2 separate regions of the Triticum aestivum genome follow, and region 2 is linked to region 1. A link is a contact called in public Hi-C data. All regions are on one chromosome and are shown on one strand. The core of a region is the stretch at or near the end of the contact, and the rest is flanking DNA. Distances in the headings are between cores, read along the strand shown. Region 1 holds the start of LOC123045958 (trafficking protein particle complex subunit 2). Region 2 holds the start of LOC123045960 (adenine phosphoribosyltransferase 2).

Region 1 (4,048 bases), core at 949-3,448:
TTAGACAAAAGTAAGAATCCTAAGGATCTTGCAAAAGCTCTGCCTATGCCTCACATCTGCTTATCGAATCTAATTTTTTCGTAGAACTCAACTTTCTATATAACTACGAAACTATAACACCAAATTCCTTCATGTAAAAGATGTAATAACGTTTTTCCACATGAGAACCGATGTTATCATATCTATGCAAATGCTTACAGCATTGGGCAAACGATCGTCATTGCAATTTCAAACCCTATCACCTCGTTCGGATGTTGATATTGAGGCCTTGAAATTGATATTGGCATTGGGCAGCCCGAATGCCATTGTTCGGATGGTTAGGGTATTGCCTGGCTGAATTGGGCCAAGATATTGGCTGGCTCACATTCACAGCCCATGTAGCTGTTGCCGAATTCAGAGCAGAGGAGCTCGACTTTGCCTGATATTCGGGATCGAGCGCCTAACTTACCGCTTCGCCCGCGCTCGAGGGAAAATAAACAGGCAACCGACCGAGAGAGGAGACGAACAGAGACACGACAGGGAGCTCCGACGGCGCAGGTCAGACCTCTCCGCCCTCCTCCTCCTCCTTCTCTCTTCTCTCCTTTCTCCGGCGGGTCCGCTCCTCCCCCGCATGCGCCCACCTCCATGCGCGTCCACCTGACCCATCCCGCGCGCTTGTCCCTCTGTACACCCGCCTCCCATGGCAGATGGCACGACCGCCGCTTCCCCCATGACTGCTTCTTCCTGTAGCCCCGTTGCCACCGTCCCCTAGCTCCCTCCATAACCCTACACAGAATCCCTAATCCCCTCTAATCCCCGCCCACATGTGCTAGTATTCTGAGTTTTTTTTCTTAACCTTTTGCAGCTCATAGTCGTGAGATGTTGATACAAATTTTGCTTTTGGTCCTTCTGTTTTGGTACTCGGCATGCCATGATGTGGAAGACAATGCATTAGTAGCTGATGCTGAAGTGTTTATTTAATTTGGCATACGCCCTAATGTACATGTTGAAAACCACTGTCGAAATTGATCTGAATGATTCTTCATATTCTGCTGTGGAGTGCTTGAACTGCACAGATCTGATTTTCATCTTTGTAGTGTCGTGTATGTACGAGCTCATTTATTCAGCCGGTGTTTGTCTGAATTATGAAAGCTCATGCATTTCAGATTCAGAACGCTAGTTCACATGGTAGTTGCTACTATCCAGAGTGTTGTCTCAGAACAATACTTGCTACTGCTCCTTACATATATATAGTTGGTACTAAAAACCAATGACAAAATGTATAGGTACCAGTGTACTGACACCATTTTCTTTATAAAGAAATTACATCAAAGTGCAATTCCAATGTAGAGAATGATCATCCAAACAAGCTTCGGAATTTAGCCTCTCATGCGAATTCCAAATGTCAATATCGTGCACATCCAAACAACCAAATTCAAGTTCAATGTCAATATCAAAGTCTGGGAGATTTGATATTGGAGCCAATTCAATTTCATGGCCCTTAATATCAACATCCAAACGGAGTGTATGTGGTTTTCAGTGAAAAAAATAAATCCTAACACATGACGATGTTGTGAAACAAATGGTATTGTTGGTTCCTAAAGTTAGTACAAAGTTGAGTCATCTATTTTGGAACGGAGGGAGTAGTAATTAGCATTTATTCAGATAACTAGAGTGCCGGAATACTACTATACTTCATCATCAGACTATAAGCAAGTGACATTAGACATGCATATCCTGGCAAGAGGACTCACCATGTAGGGGTCAGGCACGATGGAGTCAACCAAGGCGGCGATCGGGATAGCCCATGCGGCCACCGCGGCGGCAACGGCCAGCCTTCCCATCCCGCAGGCGGGGCTCTCAACTCCGGGAAGCCCACTTGAGAGAGCCAGCACGCTTCAGATCCAGTTCATCGCTCAGAACTCGGAAGCACAGAGCTCATCACACGAGTCCTTACTAGGTTTTGTCGGAAGCTATGCAGCTTGCAGAAGGACCGCGGCGTCGGGAGCGAGTTCGCCGGTGAGACGGCGCGGCCGGACGGCTACGCTGCTGCTGCTGCTGCTGCTGCCGGCGTCTCGCCGGAGGTCTCAGGCTAGACCGGTGGAGATTTCAGCCGCAACACCTAGGCCCAGCGTCTGTAACAACATACCGGTTCGGGCAGGCCCACGGCTCTGCAAGCCCAACACACTGGCCCGGCCCAACCACCGTCAGGTACCTAGCGAACGGGAAAGAGGGCGAGGTCTCATTATTCGTTGCGCTTAGATCTCCCACCCTCTGATCTCTCCCGAGGCGCGAGCAGGAAGACGCCGGCGGGCGGCTCCGGCGACCGGAGACTCTGCGGTCTTCGCTCCGCCCTTTCCATGTGAGCAGCTCCTACTCTGCTTCTCCCCCATCTCGAGTTTTCTTAGGTTTGGATGGGTCGATCTAGTCTTTGGTTAACCAGCAGCAGATAGCTTGTCAAAAGAAGCGGTAGTGTAGGTCTAATCGTATTGAGCAGAGCACAGCACGTACAGTTGAATACTGACTTCGCTATTTGTAGCTAGACATAGGGTCTTGGCAAAGCCAGGCCAAGAAGGAATTGCTATAGAAGTGATGACCAGTGGAAGTAGAATTATATTGGGATCTGATGAATGGGTGGGATATGAGAAAGTCTGTGTTGTATTGTTTAAGCACATTGGTCTTAAAATAATAGTGATCAAAGTATCTTCAAATCTGCCCAATAATAATTATTTTTCTTGATTTTCTCATAATGCTTGATGCACTCTTAGATCACTTGGGGCCTCCACGAAATAGTCCCTCTGATTTTGACAGAATCTCCAATCCAATATAAGCTGGCGTTCACCATCTTGCAAACGATTGCTCTAAACAATTGCAGCGAGATGCCCAGAACTTCTTGAACCAGACTTGGCTTAACTATGGTATCAATTTCAGTCACAAACCCACCTATACTTGAGAAGGATATGTTGTGTTTGTTATGGTTTTATACTGTTATTCTACTTGGGGCCTCCACGAAATAGTCCCTCTGATTTTGACAGAATCTCCAATCCAATATAAGCTGGCGTTCACCATCTTGCAAACGATTGCTCTAAACAATTGCAGCGAGATGCCCAGAACTTCTTGAACCAGACTTGGCTTAACTATGGTATCAATTTCAGTCACAAACCCACCTATACTTGAGAAGGATATGTTGTGTTTGTTATGGTTTTATACTGTTATTCTACTCTGAGCAGTGTGCAATTGTTAAAATTTTGCTCCGTGACTCATGGTTTCATGATGGAGACAAACCTTGGAATCGAAAGGGTTTAGGCTTAGTAGAACTAAAACCGAGTACATGATGTGCGGTCTCAGTACTACTAGGTGTGAGGAGGAGGAGGTTAGCCTTGATGGGCAGGTGGTGCCTCAGGAGGACACCTTTCGATATTTGGGGTCAATGCTCCAGGAGGATGGGGGTATTGATGAAGATGTGAACCATCGAATCAAAGCCGGATGGATGAAGTGGCGCCAAGTTTCTAGCATTCTCTGTGACAAGAGAGTGCCACAAAAGCTAAAAGGCAAGTTCTACAGGACGGCGATTCGACCCGCAATGTTGTAGGGCGCTGAGTGTTGGCTAACTAAAAGGTGACATGTTCAACAGTTAGGTGTGGCGGAGATGCTTATGTTGAGATGGATGTGTGGCCACACGAGGAAGGATCGAGTCCGGAATGATGATATACGGGATAGAGTTGGGGTAGCTCCAATTGAAGAGAAGCTTGTCCAACATCGTCTGAGATGGTTTGGGCATATTCAGCGCAGACCTCCGGAAGCTCCGGTGCATAGCGGACGGCTAAAACGTGCGAGAATGTCAAGAGAGGTCGGGGTATACCGAATTTGACATGGGAGGAGTCCGTTAAGAGGGACCTGAAGGATTGGAGTATCACCAAAGAACTAACTATGGACAGGGGTGCATGGAATCTTGCTATTCATGTGCCAGAGCCATGAGTTGGTCGCGAGATCTTATGTGTTTCACCTCTAGCCTACCCCAACTTGTTTGGGACTAAAGGCTTTGTTGTTGTTGTTGGGACTCATGGTT
Region 2 (4,048 bases), core at 1,032-3,531, 270 kb after region 1:
CAAAGCCATGGACAAGCAAATACCGTAATTGAAACAAACTAGACTATTGGATGGACGCGAGACAAGATCCCGGGGTTCCTTTCCGTCCCGCGAGCAGTCGATGGAGGCGAGGGAACCCTGATGATGATGGTGTTCGGGTTTCGCTCTCCTTTCTCATAATGATACCATGGCATCTAGGTGATGCGAAGCGCAATTGACAGAATTTTCTGACCCTTGGATTTTTTTGGTATTTGTCTGAGTAAAAAAGATTCAACAAAAGGAAGTACGTCTGCTACACCCTAAAAAGCATCCATAAGAAAAATATACATTTCTATGGACGATATCGTTATGTGATTCCTTTAGTGTGTTTGAAAAAACATAGTACACACACACACACACACACACACACACACACACATCCGTATGGTCACATGCACACCCTATCCATATGAACATCTTTGAGATAATGAGTCGACAAATCTTGAGATTGATGTAGTCGCTGCAGATGCCTTGTAGTTGAGGGGTACGCCAGGCCATTGAAGAAACATCACCAGAAGCCTAAAATGAATGCAGAAAAATACAACCATCCGAGTCAAGTCTAGGACTTGAACTATAGTGGACATGTTCCATCAATAGTAATCTAGCAATGAATTATGCTTAGTGAGAACGTATCTAGTGAAACGGAAGAACCTGTGCACCCAAGTTTTTGGGCCCGTTGGATATAAACCTGAGTGACACAAGATGGATTGTTGGCATGTTTGTGAAAGATGTTCATGCTTTATGATAATCAACCCACATTCCACAGTTTGCCCTATCCCATAATCAAATCCATGCTTTTATTTCCATATCCAAACACGACAAAATTCTTATATTTTTGAACCACATGCCCAGATTTGAATCTGATTTGACCACCTTTTTTGTTTTGACGAGACGTTCAAGATAAGCCCAATATGGGATATGTGTTAAAAACATGAAAACATCGACAAAACATTTACGAAAATTGCAATAGCATTTCATTAAATTTACTAAAATATGCCCATCGTATTAAGTTCATGTTTAAGAAACGAACCCAGGAGTGCGGAAATAGGACTACCTTGCAAACATGCGAGCAACCCATCTTTCAGCTTGATCCTCTCCCTCTTGTTCACAACCAATGTATCAACTAGAAGGGGCGCTACCGGTGCATAAATTGGACCGGTGCATGGAATATGTTCTCTATGCCTAGTTCGCATATGATTCATTTAGTGTTTACCGAGCTTTTTCTCCCCATTTTTAGCTAATCACATGTTTAGTGTACATTATTGTTTGATAAGAATGTGCCTACTACTTTCAGTTGCATCTTTGAAAAAACTCACAAAATTTGGAAATAATTTACTTTTAATATATTTTAACCTTTTTTTCATTTTGTCAACTGTAGAAATCACCACTAGAAATCCAATCAATCACCACTCGGCATGAATGGTGGACTATATCAGAAACAATGCAACAACGAAATCCCATCAATCACTATTCAGCCAACAATGACTGAAAAAAGTATCACCGCAAAAAAAGAGAGAAAAAAATGGTAGTTTTTTTGTGATTTATTCCTATGCGCAACCAGCAAAGGAAAGTATATGCCGTGTAAAAACTAAAAAACTGATCTCTTCGTCTCAAAATGTGTCGTTGGTTTTTTCTTCTTGAAGGGCAAAATGCATCGTTGGTTTAGTATAGCTTTATACCAACTTTGCACTAATCAGTCATATTTATTTTGGGAAGGAGGAAGTATAAATCAGACGCATCAAAGAGTTAAACACGTCTCAATCAGCAGCTGCTAGCTGCCGTAGCTAGAAGCGAGATCTTGTTTCAGATGCAACCTCTGCCGCGGCAAAATCTCACGAAGAGAAGTACTCCCTCCATTCCACAATATAGTGCGTTCGCGCTTTTAGAGATATAAGTTTAACCGTAAATTTAACCAACGAGACAGACTGCAGCGGAAGCAAAAATTATATCACCGAATTCATATTCATTGAATTCATATCGAAAATACGAATTCAGTGGTATTTGCTCCCGCCGCAGTCGGTCGTTGATTAAATTTACTGACAAACTTAAATCTTAAAAAGCGCGAAAAATGGAGGGAATAGTAAAACTTGTGTGCAGGGACGTGGCTGGAACGGCCAACGCCCCACTGAGTCGCCATTCATGAATCGGGGGAGAGGTTGGCCACTGTCCAGTGAGCGAGCCGAGCCCTCCTTCTGTATGCAAACACAGCACAGGTGGTCCTGGCTACCGGCTGGTTTCCAAGGATAATAAAAACTACCCCTACTCTCTCGCACTGCCTCCCTCCGGGCTACGTCCACCCGGCGCCTCTCCTCGTGTTTATTTATACACACACACGCACACACGCCTTTCTCGCTAGCCACCACTACTCAGAGGAAGGAAGATCAAACGACGAAGCAAAGCAAGCAAGGAACGAGCGAGCGTCGGCATCACGGGCATGGGGGAGCAGGGCACCAGCGGCGGCGAGGGCGGCGGCAACGTGGTGGAGGCGCAGGCGCCGGCCAAGAAGGGCAACGGCCGCGCCGCCGACCCGCGCCTCCAGGGCATTTCCGACGCCATCCGCGTCGTCCCGCACTTCCCCAAGCCAGGTCCGTCCGTCCATCTCCGTGCGAAACCATTACTCCTGACTAACTATAACTCTCCTGTCTGATGTGCTCTGGTCTGGTCGGTCGTTGGTGCGGCGCGTGCAGGGATCATGTTCAACGACATCACGGCGCTGCTGCTGCGGCCGGGCGTGTTCAAGGACGCCGTGGACATGTTCGTGGAGCGCTACCGCGGCATGGGCATCGCGGCCGTCGCAGGTAAAATCATCACCCTTATCCGACCGATCGGCCCGCTGGCTAGTCAATCATACAGTGCAGGCAGGAGCCATGTGCAGTCCACGCGCGTGCGTGCACTCTGGTGCCGGCCCGTGCGTCTTTCTTTAATGCCGCTGAGAGCGCGCCGTTGGCTCGGTGCGCTGGTGCTGTGGAATATACCGTCGCCGGCCTGCTGCTAGCCGTGTCTTCGCGGCAGATAATTCCTGCCCCCTTTGTCTCCCCCGCTCCGCTCTGCCGTTGATCAGGTCATCACCACCACACCACATTACTGTAGTGTACTCGTAGGAGTAACTCTTATTTTCAGATAACAGAACAGTAGCTGCAGTACTACTAGGTACTAGCAACAGTATAGATACGCGCGCGCGCACGTACACACGCACGCACACGTATGCGTCTTCCTCATCAGTTCACCGTCTGGTCTGGTTTGGTCTGGTCTGGTCCAGAGAGCATAGCAATAAAACCCAGGGGCCAATGCCGCCACGCTGGGAGGAAGAGGAAGAAGAGTCGTCCATGGATGGAGGCTAGCCAATTTAACCGGAATAGTCTCTGCAGCGCATGTGGGATGTGTCCTCGCGCTGTCGTCGCATGGTACTAGGACTACGATGGTCCCTGCAGCCGAACGAACGAACGTCCCGCCGGCCGGCCCCGTCGCGCCACTTGTACGGTCCGCGGTGATCGAGCAGGGCCAGTGGCATCGCCTGTACCTGTACGTGTTCAATGCCCGGGTCACAGGGGGCGTGCATGTAGCCGGCGGGCGATTGGGGGGAGATCGCGCCGGGACCGCCGGAATCCGGTGGGGGCGCGCGCGCGCGTCTTGGATCACCTGATCGGACGGCCGTGGCCGAGAGCTCACATGCGGTGTCGTCCCCTCCCCTCGGGCCGGCCGGTCCTCGCGTTCGCGCCTACCCTTGCTGGCCTGGCTCGGTACCTCTGCTAGTACGAGAGTACAGCGATCTGGTTAACTCCGCTGTCTGGTGCACCTGGCTTATGTCAGCACCTAATGCCATTGTGACGTTATTACGTGTACGTACCCTAGCCATGCTAAATACACGGCGAATGAATGATGACCCCCAGCTGTATGTATTTCGTGGCTATCCCTGCTGTATCTGTATATGCTTCTCTGACCTGTACGTGTATATTCATGGCTTGGCATCTTGGTGTTGCTGCTAGGTATTGAAGCGAGAGGGTTCATATTTGGCCCGGCGATCGCGCTG

Evidence for each region. A called contact is a pair of places that touch in the nucleus more often than the background predicts.
Region 2: a Hi-C map of leaf shows a contact between it and region 1, with 8 times the contacts expected there. The contact joins the promoter of LOC123045960 here to the promoter of LOC123045958 in region 1. A contact is called at or near these places in 4 of 5 Hi-C or Micro-C datasets (leaf and root) and 1 of 1 datasets of contacts at active chromatin or transcription factors (leaf).

Annotation. Positions count from the first base shown.
Region 1 is chr2B:548,375,035-548,379,082 of IWGSC CS RefSeq v2.1, forward strand. LOC123045958 (trafficking protein particle complex subunit 2) reads left to right here and starts at 2,199. Exons shown (of 5, transcript XM_044469214.1): 1 at 2,199-2,341. LOC123045956 (dol-P-Glc:Glc(2)Man(9)GlcNAc(2)-PP-Dol alpha-1,2-glucosyltransferase) reads right to left here and starts at 2,101. Exons shown (of 8, transcript XM_044469207.1): 1 at 1,734-2,101. The coding sequence starts at 1,823.
Region 2 is chr2B:548,643,947-548,647,994 of IWGSC CS RefSeq v2.1, forward strand. It overlaps LOC123045960 (adenine phosphoribosyltransferase 2), which reads left to right and starts at 2,282. Exons shown (of 7, transcript XM_044469216.1): 1 at 2,282-2,603; 2 at 2,706-2,816; 3 at 4,005-4,048. The coding sequence starts at 2,453.